2 separate regions of the Danio rerio genome follow, and region 1 is linked to region 2. The links are chromatin contacts, called in public HiChIP or PLAC-seq maps. All regions are on one chromosome and are shown on one strand. The core of a region is the stretch at or near the end of the contact, and the rest is flanking DNA. Distances in the headings are between cores, read along the strand shown.

Evidence for each region. HiChIP or PLAC-seq counts read pairs in DNA pulled down with a chosen protein or histone mark.
Region 1: a contact with region 2 is called in an H3K4me3 HiChIP or PLAC-seq map of gastrula embryo, with 2.6 times the contacts expected there. The contact joins the promoter of mark3b here to the promoter of zpax1 in region 2. A contact is called at or near these places in 1 of 18 Hi-C or Micro-C datasets (an unstated tissue) and 2 of 4 datasets of contacts at active chromatin or transcription factors (embryo and gastrula embryo).

The regions. Positions count from the first base shown.
Region 1 is chr20:47,228,093-47,234,177 of GRCz12tu, reverse strand. mark3b (MAP/microtubule affinity-regulating kinase 3b) reads left to right here and starts at 2,025. Exons shown (of 18, transcript NM_001076575.2): 1 at 2,025-2,620. The coding sequence starts at 2,570.
Region 2 is chr20:47,047,083-47,052,833 of GRCz12tu, reverse strand. It overlaps zpax1 (zona pellucida protein AX 1), which reads left to right and starts at 2,502. Exons shown (of 21, transcript NM_212718.2): 1 at 2,502-2,625; 2 at 2,698-2,795; 3 at 2,878-2,973; 4 at 3,066-3,190; 5 at 3,262-3,405; 6 at 3,493-3,597; 7 at 3,668-3,832; 8 at 3,902-3,998; 9 at 4,416-4,633; 10 at 5,037-5,190. The coding sequence starts at 2,603.

The DNA of each region.
Region 1 (6,085 bases), core at 776-3,275, 180 kb before region 2:
GTCTAGATAAGCTGCAGGTTGCATACAATGATTGTATGAAAATTAAAAACAGATGGTGTAGTGCAAGTAAATTATTCTGTAAGGTAAGAGTGTGATCATTTTCTGCTTTGATGAGAAATTTGACCTATAAGTTTATCTGTGGATTGGAGAATAATTTTTAAAGATTTAATTAGGACAGGAAGGTCTGACTTTGCTAAGACTAAAGTATTGGCAATTAACAGAAATAATGTACAGTATAGAATATAAAGTCGTGGTGCAGTGGAAAAAGAATTCATATTGTGTATGACTCCCATCAGCTTGGAGGACTGCATCCATACATCTCTGCAATCACTCAAATCACTTATTAATAAAGTCATCTGGAATGGCAAAAAAAGCGTTCTTGCAGGACTCCCTGAGTTCATCAAGATTCTTTGGATTTATCTTTAATGCCTCCTCCTTCATCTTGCCATCGTGTCTGGTGACTGGGCTGGCCAATCCTGGATCACTTCGACCTTCTTTGCTTTCAGGAGCTTTGATTTGGAGGCTGAAGTATGAGAAGGAGCGCTATCCTGCTGAAAAATTTGGTCAACTAGAAGTCAAGTTATTATTTGTTACTCTTACAACTGATATCGACAACAAGACTTTAGGTAGTGTAAGCTCTGTCAACCTGGTATAAAAGAAACAGACAGAGATAGATAGATGGGTGGGTAGGTAGTAGGTAGGTAGATAGATAGATGGATGGATGGATGGATGGATGGATGGATGGATGGATAGATAGATAGATAGATAGATAGATAGATAGATAGATAGATAGATAGATAGATAGATAGATAGATAGATAGATAGATAGATAGATAGATAGATAGATAGATAGCATTTTTATTTATTAGATAGACTAAAGAATTCAATAAACTGTAATTTTTAAAAAATAAAAATAATAATCAATAATTTAAATGTAAATAAACTATTCTTATTTTTAAACTCATATTGTTTATAAAAGCATAATTTATAGAAAATCTATCTATCTCTCTGTCTGTCTGTCTGTCTGTCTATTTATCTGTGAGATTTTCTTTTCATTTACCGTTATTTGTTCAAAACGGTTCATATACTCACCCTTAAATTAATCCAAACCTGTAATATATTCTCTTTATAATCGAGAAAATAATACTGTGGAAGGCATCGGGACTAGCAACTGTTTGATTCTCTGCAGAAGAAAAAAATTAATACAAGTTTGTATCCGCTGCATAAAACATATGCTGGATTAGTTGCCAGTTCATTCCACTGACAACCTCTGATAAATCAGAGAGTAAGCTGAAGGAAAATGAATGAATGGAATATAGATAAAGTTGGTTTTATATTCGGATATTCAGACATTCTCTTTAATAATGTCATTTCAGAAAAGTATTCTTTGCAAATTCTAAATTGGGAAATCTTATTAGCAAATGACAAAAGTACAACATCACAGTGAATTAGATAGTGTTAATGTTGTTTTGAAGTAATATTTGCAAGCTAATCCCGATTAAACATTCAAAGTAACATGGTAAACAATATAGAGACTGCTAAATGAATGAATGTGCGAATATAAAACCAAGTTTACCTCTATATGAATGGAAAGATGATGGCAGAAATGTGATGTGGTGGACTATCATTGTAAAAAAAAATACTACACAATATTGTCCCACTCCCAACACAATAATTTTACAGTGGATTACTATAAATATTTAAGTGGATTGAACATAAAACTGCTTGTTCTAAAGAAAAAACAAGAACTGTGTTTTCAACTCGTTTCAAATAAGTAGTTTGAACAAGTCATTTATTTAAGTCTGATAAGAGTTTCCCACAGGATCTGACGATAGAGCACTGCCGCTGAGTTATTTTGCCGGGCATTTTTTTGTGCGACAGGTACATTTTTCTCCTTAGTAATCACCCCAGCAACAACAAACAGCGGCGCGCCGGCCAATGAGCTCTAGCAGCCGCCTCTGTCCTCACTTCCTCCGGCTGCGCAGCGCTGGGTTTGGCTTGGCACCATCAGCCAGCACGCAGCCATCTTGGACGGAGCTCTATCTAGACTGGCAAAACCACACTCTTCGGGATGGGAGGAATTTAATCAACCTGGAGTGATTTAGAGCAGATCGTCTGGAGCACATGAACGAGACCGCGCATTCAGAAAGCCTATATTAAGACCCAGAACCGGTTTGAAGCGGACGCCCCCTCCCCTTTTTTCCTTGTCTGAACGCTGTGTGCAGTTTCTGAGGGGGCCTGGGAATTGTTTGTGCTTGAGTTTTACAATAGGCACTTCTCGCAAAGTTTTTTAAAGTAATCCAGGACGATGGTTTGGTTATGACCTGTCGGTTGCCAGGTCTTTTGCGGAGAGTTGCTGCTTTGTGTCGCCGGTGACCTGTTGTGTGCCGTTATGCGTCTGGATACGTTATTGCATTAATCTTGGATCTGTTACTCGTGCTGGAATCTGGTTTGGATGTCGATCCACTCCATGGTCTTCATCAGCTGGTGTCCGGCAGCTGTCCACCCTGCGAACTAAAGGTTGCTGTGATCAGACTCGGGTCCACTTTGGAGATAAAGACACATTAAAATGTCAACTAGAACACCACTACCTACTGTCAATGAGAGAGATACAGAAAACGTGAGTATGAAAAGAGTTCGTTGGAGTGTTTTTTTTATCCAAATATTTATTTTTGCGAATTCTAATGGACTTGGAAACTTTAGAGTGAGCTTTGCGCGTTAATGAAACTGTTAATAGGGTTGTGAATGTAATGTTTGTCCTGTGTGGTTTTTTACATCGCCAAGTAAGCAAGCGGTGTGACAGCTTTTAAGGAATAAACAGCAGGGCGCATTACGGCGTGACTCTCACGCGCAGCTTCACTCCGCAAAAGAACTGTCAAGTCACCCTAGAGCGACTTCCTGTAACAAATATTTCCTATATAATGTTACAAAGTAACACATCAGTGATACACTGTAGCAGTAGTGTTCAATAGTGAGGTCAACTTGGTTTATATTCGCACATTCGTTCAGTGAAAATACTCATTCAGTGACTAATACCCTTTATTGTTTACAATGCCAGTTTGAATATTGTACAAGCATGACTTCAAAACAACATTAGCACTACTTAGTTGACTGTGAACAATGTTTACTTTGATAGCCATTGGCTGCTAATTTGATTTTCATAGAATTTGCAAATACTTGTCTGAAATTGTTTTATTAAGGAGAAAGTCTGAATATGCAAATATCAAACCAAATTTACCCCAATGTGTTCATTAGTGATACTATTTCCCCTTTAATTAAACTGTTTCATGTACAGCTACAGTATAGCATCGATTCCTGTAGTGTAAAAGTTAAACGTTACTAAGTAATTCAACATTTGTAATGCAACATTCATTGATGCCACAGAGTGATACACTCTCAGATTTTCAGAGTGATATTGTTACTTTTGTAACTATTTCTGCTCTAAAGGCAGTAAATAAAGTAATATATTCAAATTTTTGCCTATGTTGCTCTTTGAAAAATAATAATATAACACATACATTTACATAACATATCCAAGTAACATAAAATTATTTTTCTGACTTACAATTACTATATATATATATATATATATATATATATATATATATATATATATATATATATATATATATATATATATATATATATATACTCTAATACAGGGATGTCAAACTCAATTGCTGGAGGGCCGCAGACCTGCACAGTTTAGTTCCAACCCTAATTAAACACTTCTGATCAAACCAAGGCTGTTTTTCAATTCCAAGAACGCAGATAACAGACTTGCGTTCTTGTGGACCGGTGTCCTCGGAAGAACGAACTCGGGAGACCAAGAGAACAGAGAGCTGTGAGAAATGTGATGCTGCGTTCTTCCTGATGGTCACGTGACCTTCACGGGTTTTAAATGGAAAATTATTTTAACATTACAGCATTCATACAGCAATTTTCTGTTTTCCCCCTTTTCAAAATATATACACTGCATAAAAAACATTATAAATATACGTTGCACAGTATAAATAAAACAGATTTTAATATGAATTTCAGCAAACAAACACCCTTAATGTGTTTATTCCCTTGATTAAGATGTCCATGGTAATGTTTATATTCACCGTTTCATTTAGGGGAACTCCTGAGGTAAATACGTTATCTCTCTGAACTTTAATAATAAACCCATATTAAGTGCTGCGCTTCCCACCTCCAGTCGCAATGACTTCTGGGACTTCTAGAGCAAGTTCGGTGCTCAAGTCTGCATTGGTGCGTCCTCGATATCAAAAACACATCCGGGAAGTTTCACGCATCCTCTGTTCTTGTTGTCTTGAGTATTGGAAGTGAACTTTAGCAGCTGATTTGACATTACACGAGGACACAAGACTGCTGAAGAAGGCATATTGAGAAACAGCCTAATTGAGTCCTTCAGGCTTGTTTGAAACATACAGGTAAGTGTGATTGAGCAGGGTTGGAACTAAACTGTGCAGGGCTGCGGCCCTCCAGGAATTGAGTTTGACATCCCTGCCCTAATAGGTACTGTGTAACCGTTATTTCTATAGTGTAAAAGTCTTTCTGCTTGATTAGGGATGCTCCGATCAGGATTTTTAAAGCTGATACAGAGGTTCGATTCCTTATGATTGAACGATACCAAGCGATTCAAATGCTTAATGCTTTAGGATGCATAAAGCACATTTTCCCCTCCAAGTATGATACCTAAGTGGAGATTTTACTAAGAGAATAAATAAATAATGTTGCATATAATCCTTTAAAAATGTCAAGAAAATAGGCCTATAAAGTTCTGTTTATTGCAGTAAGTATCAGTGGAAAGAGTACTGTAAATTTATGCTTGGGTAAGAGTACTATTACTTGCCTAAAAATGTAGTTCAAGTAGAGTAAAAGTATCTGTTGTAAATATTACTCAAAGTAAGCCCTTTCAAAAGTACTCGAGTTGTGAGTATTACGCTATAAAAAGCTGATGCATTTACATGTAATTTGTGGATTTGTGTAAACGTAACATTCTGTAGTGCATTTAGTTATTGTGCAGCAGGCACACAACGTCATAAAACTTAAATATTAGGTTAGATTTAAGTTGTGATATCGGGTGACCAAAATTCCATGTCTAGCCAGCGTCTAAGGACAACGTTATTTTGATGTCTAATAACAACATCAAATGACATTGATATTTGGTTGACTTTAGGTTGTGTCGTCCTCCTAAACCAACGTCATATTGACGTCAAACACTGACATTTATTCGTCAGGTATGGCAACCAAAATCCAACGTCTGATAAACGTCATCATAACGTCAAGTTGTAATCTCATTAGATGTTGATATTTAGATAGTTCTGACGTCAACCTGATTCTCATTTCCAAACATAATGCAACGTCTCCACGACATCACGGTACAACTTTAATCTGACGTCATGTAGAGGTCTTGTGCCTGCTGGGTGTTTAAGGCTATTTCGGTCATCATGCAGTAAACATCTGTAATCTTCTCAGAAGTGACATGCATCTAAACAGACTCTAGGTCATTGCGTGTAAAGACTTTTGAACATTTTCTTGGACACTTATAATGCTTTTAAACAGTTTGCTGCAATTATAAATCACCATGTCTTGCGGTAGTTCATTATGATGTGATTTACATATATGTGCGATTTGATTGGACAGGAATCACAGGACTGAATATTCTAATCTACATAGACAAGAAAAATAAAGTAGTGACTGCAGGTTGAAGGAAAGTATTGGCATTAAAAGTAAAGATACATCACTAAAAATGGACTCATTTGCAAAGTAAGTAAAAAGTAAAAGTACACATTTTTAAACCTACTTAGTAAATTACTATTCCTGAGAAAACTACTCAATTACAGTAGTTTGAGTACTTGTAATTGGTTGTTTACACCACTGATAAGTATATTACAAAAAGTTATATCTATTAATTTAACCTAACAAATGTAATGCTTAAAACATCAATGTGTTTCTTGCGATCTGTTCTCTTGCTCATCCACTCTTGTCGCCATGATTTCCCTTAGCAGCTATGAATAGGCGGGAGAACCGCAAATCTTCCGTCAGAGGTCATAGGGTTGGATAAGACACCAGTCACAGC
Region 2 (5,751 bases), core at 1,253-3,752:
TGTGCAGAGCTGCAGTCTAGGCGCCGGAGGTTGGAGAACGCTTGACATCAGCAAAGACTCTGTCTCTGGAGTCTTACAGGAATCAGACTCATGCTCTCTACTTCTCCATGACCACCACAGAAGCTTCTCAGGATATGGGCTGGTATGGGAATATGGAAACCTTGAGATCATCTCTTCACAGGTCTTAGATCGCTTCAATGACTGCATAGTCTCTGGGGGCCTATATAGTGTATACTGCAGGGGTCACCCAACCCTGTTCCTGGGGAGCTACCTTCCTGCAGAATTCAGTCACAACTCTGATCAAACACACCTGAACTAATTAATAGTACCTAAAGCAGCACTTGATAATTACAAACAGGTGTGTTTGGTCAGGGTTGCAACTAAAATCTTCAGAAAGGTAGCTCTCCAGGAACAGGGTTGGTGACCTCTGATATACTGTATAAACGAGATGCAAAAAACATGCATGGAGCACATTCATGCATCATACCGCTTTGTGATGAGTGTATGTTTACTAAAAAGATAGGTCTTTAATCTAGTTTTGAACTGTGAGAGTGTTTCTGAGCCTCGGACATTATCAGGATTATCCAGAGTTTAGGAGCCATAAATGAGAAGGCTCGACCTTCTTTACTCGACTTTGCTATTCTTAAAGAGATCTTAAAGAGCAGGTTGTATTGTAGCGAGACAGAAGGTCAGTTAGATGAACAGGAGCTAGATTATTTAGAGCTTTATAGGTGAGAAGCAATATTTTAAATTCAATACGAAACTTAACAGGCAGCCAGTGTAAGGAGGATAAAATTGGGTGATATGATCTTATTTTCTAGAACTGGTAAGAACTCTCATTTTGAGCTAGCTGAAGTTTGTTAATAGAGGATGCTGGGCAGCCAGCGAACGGAGCATTACAGTAATCCAGTCTAGAAGTCATAATAAGACTTCATAATGCATCTGAGATGGATAGCATACTTCGTAACTTAATGATATTTCTCAGATGAAAGAAGGCAGTTTTTGTGACATGGAGTATATGATTTTCAAAAGTTAAATTGCTGTCTAATATGACACCTAGATCTTTTATACTAGAGCTAATGCTAACTTTGTATCCCTCTTATTCAGGGATGTCAAACTCGTTTCCTAAAGTGCCGGAGCCCTGCACAGTTTAGTTCCAACCCTAATTAAACACACCTGATCGAACTAATTGAGTCCTTCAGGCTTGTTTGAAACCTACAGGTAAGTGTGTTGAAGCAGGGTTGGAACTAAACTGCATTGCTACGGCCCTCCAGGAATTGAGTTTGACATCCCTGCTCTAATTGGAGGTGAAGTTGCGAGATCTGCTGTGTACAAGATTTAGGCCCAATAAGTAATAATTCTGTTTTGTCTGAGTTTAAGATAAGAAAATTGTTAGTCATCCAGTCTTTAAAATCTTTAATACACTCAGTTAGCTTAGACCACAGGTGTCAAACTCAGTTCCAAAAGGGCCGCAGCTCTGCACAGTTTAGTTCCAACCCTAACTAAACACACCTGATCAAACTAATTGAGTCCTTCAGGGCTTGTTTGAAACCTACAGGTAAGTGTGTTGGAGCAGGGTTGGAACTAAACTGCAGGGCTTTGGCCCTCCAGGAATTGAGTTTGACACCCCTGGCTTAGACAGTTCAGACATCTCATCAGGTTTAGTTAAAATATATAATTGAGCATCATCTGCATAGCAGTGAAAGCTGATCCCATGTCCCATGTATGTTGTAAACAGCAAACAACACAATCCTCTAGTCTGCTTTTTTTAATTAAATATTTTTTAATGTATGCCTTTCCACCTAAAAACATTCCGGGGTCATTTATTTCTAGCTATTTTTTTTTTAGCTGTAGAAAACAGCTTGTGATGCTTGAGATTGCAACACGGTACACACACACTGAACACACTTGATGTAAGCATTTTCATGGTTCTTTGTTTTACACAGTAATGTTGGTTTCTGAACACTTGTGCTTTGAAATGTGGAGAAAAAAAGTTTTCAGGTCCCTCAAAACCTTTTTTTTTTTTTTGCAAAAAAGCAGCCAAACTACATAGTGTAACTTTTGTAAAATATACCATTAAATCACCAATGATGCAACAATTTTTTTAAATAAACACATTCTTTAAAAGTGTATTTTGCTTGTAATTATGCTTTTTGTATACTGCTTTTGTTGCATTTTATAAGAGCTTTTATAGCATCTGGGTGTAGCTTGTCAGAATTAAACAAGACCATTTAATTATGTTTGTAGATAATAGCATATAAAACTAAAGAAAATCAAATATTTCTATCATTTTAGGGCCTGGAGTAGTTATTAAAAACATCTTTGAATTTGAAATAGTTTCTGTTGCTTTCAGAAACTTGCATGTAATCCAATGATCTTTAGGAATTCTCCCTCTGAATGCTGCTCATGATTATTAACTCATGACACCTGGTGTTTAGTTGCTGATTGGCATCACCTGTGCACAAGATCCCTTTTATACCGTTCCTTTCAAACGGCGTTTCATACACTGCTTTGAGCTGTTGTAGCTTGAAGGGTTTAAATTGTGGTGGTTTCTATAACATTTGACCACCTGGAAACAGAAGGGCCTGTTATTTGAGCAAGGATGTCATGGCTTCTTGGGATTTGGTGAGTTAAATTTTTTTGTATATGGGGTTTTGTTTATCTTGCTTGTTACTCATTAGTATTTCTTCCTTTCAGTACTCTATGGCTGTTGATGGTTGTGGTTTTGTCCCAAAAGTTCGTTGAACAACAAGTGAAAAATTTTGATTTGGTGGCAGCACAGAATTTTAACCAAAGTATGTTCTTGTATATTCCTCTGAATCTATTGGTTCTTCCTGTTGTCTCCATTTACTTACTTCTATTTTACTATTTCCCCAGGAACAGGCCTGAGGACTGAATGTCTGGGAAGTTATATGAAGCTAACCATAGACAAGTCTATAGCTTTCGGAAACCAGGTTGAGATTGATGTTGTCAGTAAGTGTCTCTTTAACACCGTAATAGCCAATGCTGGAAATCTGGTTATTTGCATCCTCTTAACTGACTTTCTCCCCATTTTTCTCCTTCAGATGGATCCCAAATTGAACCTCTAACCCCAGCCCTGGCTGCAAAATGTGGTTTTAGTGTAGACTCTGATCCTTGGGGTAACCACAGAATTTTTGCATCTATTCTTAACTGTTTTGCAGGCGATGAGGTAACTGGCTCTCTGACTTTGCAAACTACTGTTATCCTTCCTTATTTGTTAACTCTGTAATTTTAATTCAGGATGATACAGTCATGGAGGTTGACATGCGTGTCCGGGTACGTGGTCGTAATAACATGCAGAGCGACGTTTATCCAGTGACTAAATCCTGTACCTACGACCGATGGGCTTCTCGGGAAATCCTTTGCGAACGCAATTATATGGAGGTAAAGGCTTGGGTTGTTTGCCACTTGACATGAAAGGTGATCTTTTGGATGTTTAAAGATTTCATTAATGACTGATTTCTTCTGTAGGTCTCTGTTAATCGAATGCCAGAGGAGATTACAGCTTTGCGTAGGCAAAAGCCTAAACTGGCCAGAGCATTTTCATCTAATCAGTGGGCCGGCACGGTTTCTGAGGTATGGAGGTTCAAGGCTTTAATTTGAATCCACTTGGCACATTTCATTTTATCCAGTGTCTGCTTCCCAGGCCATTACATCCAAATACAACATCTGGAGGATGGTGTTTTTCACGCCTGAACAAAAAGCCATGGTTTTGGAGGATGCCTTAAAGGCAGGACATGGAATAACAACTACCAGGTCTCGATTGGCCATCCGAACTGGTTATGATATGCCAGAGACTTATGTGGAGAATGTAAGTACTAGAATCTTAAAGCTTGCTTTGGTAGGTTTCTTTTAGCTAATATTGCAACTGCTGTAACAGGTAAGTGGAGTGCCGATGAAGATCATCAAGGTGACCACCTACTTCAAGAAACAGTGGTCCGTAACCATGTTGGATACTGTTGCCGCATGTCCAATTGGTAGGTGTGCTTTGCTCCAATTCCTTTTTACAGAATTTCTAAGAATGAAGTGGAAAAAAGGCACTTAAATTACCATGTCCTATGGTGTGACATAACCTGAGCTAAAATAATACTTAACCATGACTTGTTGGACCATTTAATTTCAATAAATGGGGGTGTAATGCAAAAGGGGACTTTTTGGGCCTACTAAAATGTTGTAAATTCCCATTTTTAACTGGTGAATGTTGAGGGCTTCGTTCACATGATCTTAAATGGGTCAATTTAAAAAAATAAAATAAATACATTTTAAATTACTAATTTGTCAGTGCAAAACCTAAACTGGGTTGCAGTTAAATTTATCCATAAGCCATAGTACTTTTGACTGGTAAACCCTGAAGTTCTGGCTTTGACAAGGCTAAACCGTTTCTTCGTATGCAGGTGGGCTTTCTTTCACTGATGAAATGATCACCTGGTCTTTCCCCTGGAAAAATCACTTATTGGGTACATCTGACATCATTATCCATGAGATGTTAATGGGAATAGATGGAAGGCTTATTGACTCTGCGCACATGGCTGCTAGAGGCTTCATCTTAACGAGGAATGATGATTTCATTGTAATGAAATTGCCTATCGGTGGACCAGATGGCTACACCAAGGTTTGTTTTCTCATGAGTTTAGCCTTTTTTTAAAGCTGTGGTCACACTGGGCTTTTCCTCCCATAGACCTTCATCCTTATGCACATGAATGCGTCAGACCGGAAATGCAGGGTCATGCGTCAAGTTTCGCAGATTGCTGCGGTGCAAAGTTCAAGCTTGGTGAACTGCTAACTGCGAAATCGCATCGCTTGACTGCGCCAGACCAATCGAGGATCAAAACATGACCTCTCTGGACAGAATTTTAAAACATGGAGAAATCGCTTTATTTTAGTTTTTTTTTTATAAATGGCTAAGTTTGTTTAATCCTGCCCCTTTCGCAGTGGTGTATAACAGAATTTTGCACAAACTCTAGTGTGACCGTAGCTTAACTCTTGAGCCCAAGCTAATGGTTCTGTTTTTGTAGAGCGGTGTTGTGGAAAACCTGTACCACACCAGATATGTCATCGAGCCAATGTTGGAGTTGCTGTGGAGTGAGGGAGGCATGGATTCAACTAGATACAGGGTACTCTTCCCTGTCAAGACCCCTCTTATGCCTAGACCACTCCAGCTTGTTGACCGTGAGTTGTTGACTCTGACATTTACAAGTAGGGCTGCTCCGTATTTCTCAAATGACATAAAATTTATTGCAGTTTTAGTAATTTCACCAAGTGACTTAAATGGTTACATTAGGTAAATGTAGCTTTATTTTGATTAACTAGTATCTTGTAAGTGAGTGAAAGCATAGCTAAATAAAATGGAGCAAAGTTTAATAGCCATTGACTTGTTTTCAGGGCAATAAAACAATAGTGGGTACAGAAATTGAATGCATAATTAAGAATTGTTTCTACATGCATTAAACTTTATTGATGCTCCTTAACCACAAATGTTTACATTGAGTATCAATGCTGAAACCTAATGTGCATCCCTAATTACAATTGTAGCAGTTTTCCAGTCTTACTGCATGTTCTTGCCCATATGTTCTTCAATAGTTTAATGCAGGGCTGTCCAAACTCTGTCCTGGAGGGCCGGTGTCCTGCATATTTTTGCTCCAACCCCAATTAAACACCTGAACTAGCTAATTAAGCTCTTTCTAGGTATACTACAAACGTCCAGGGAGGAGTGTTGAAGGAAATTGGAGC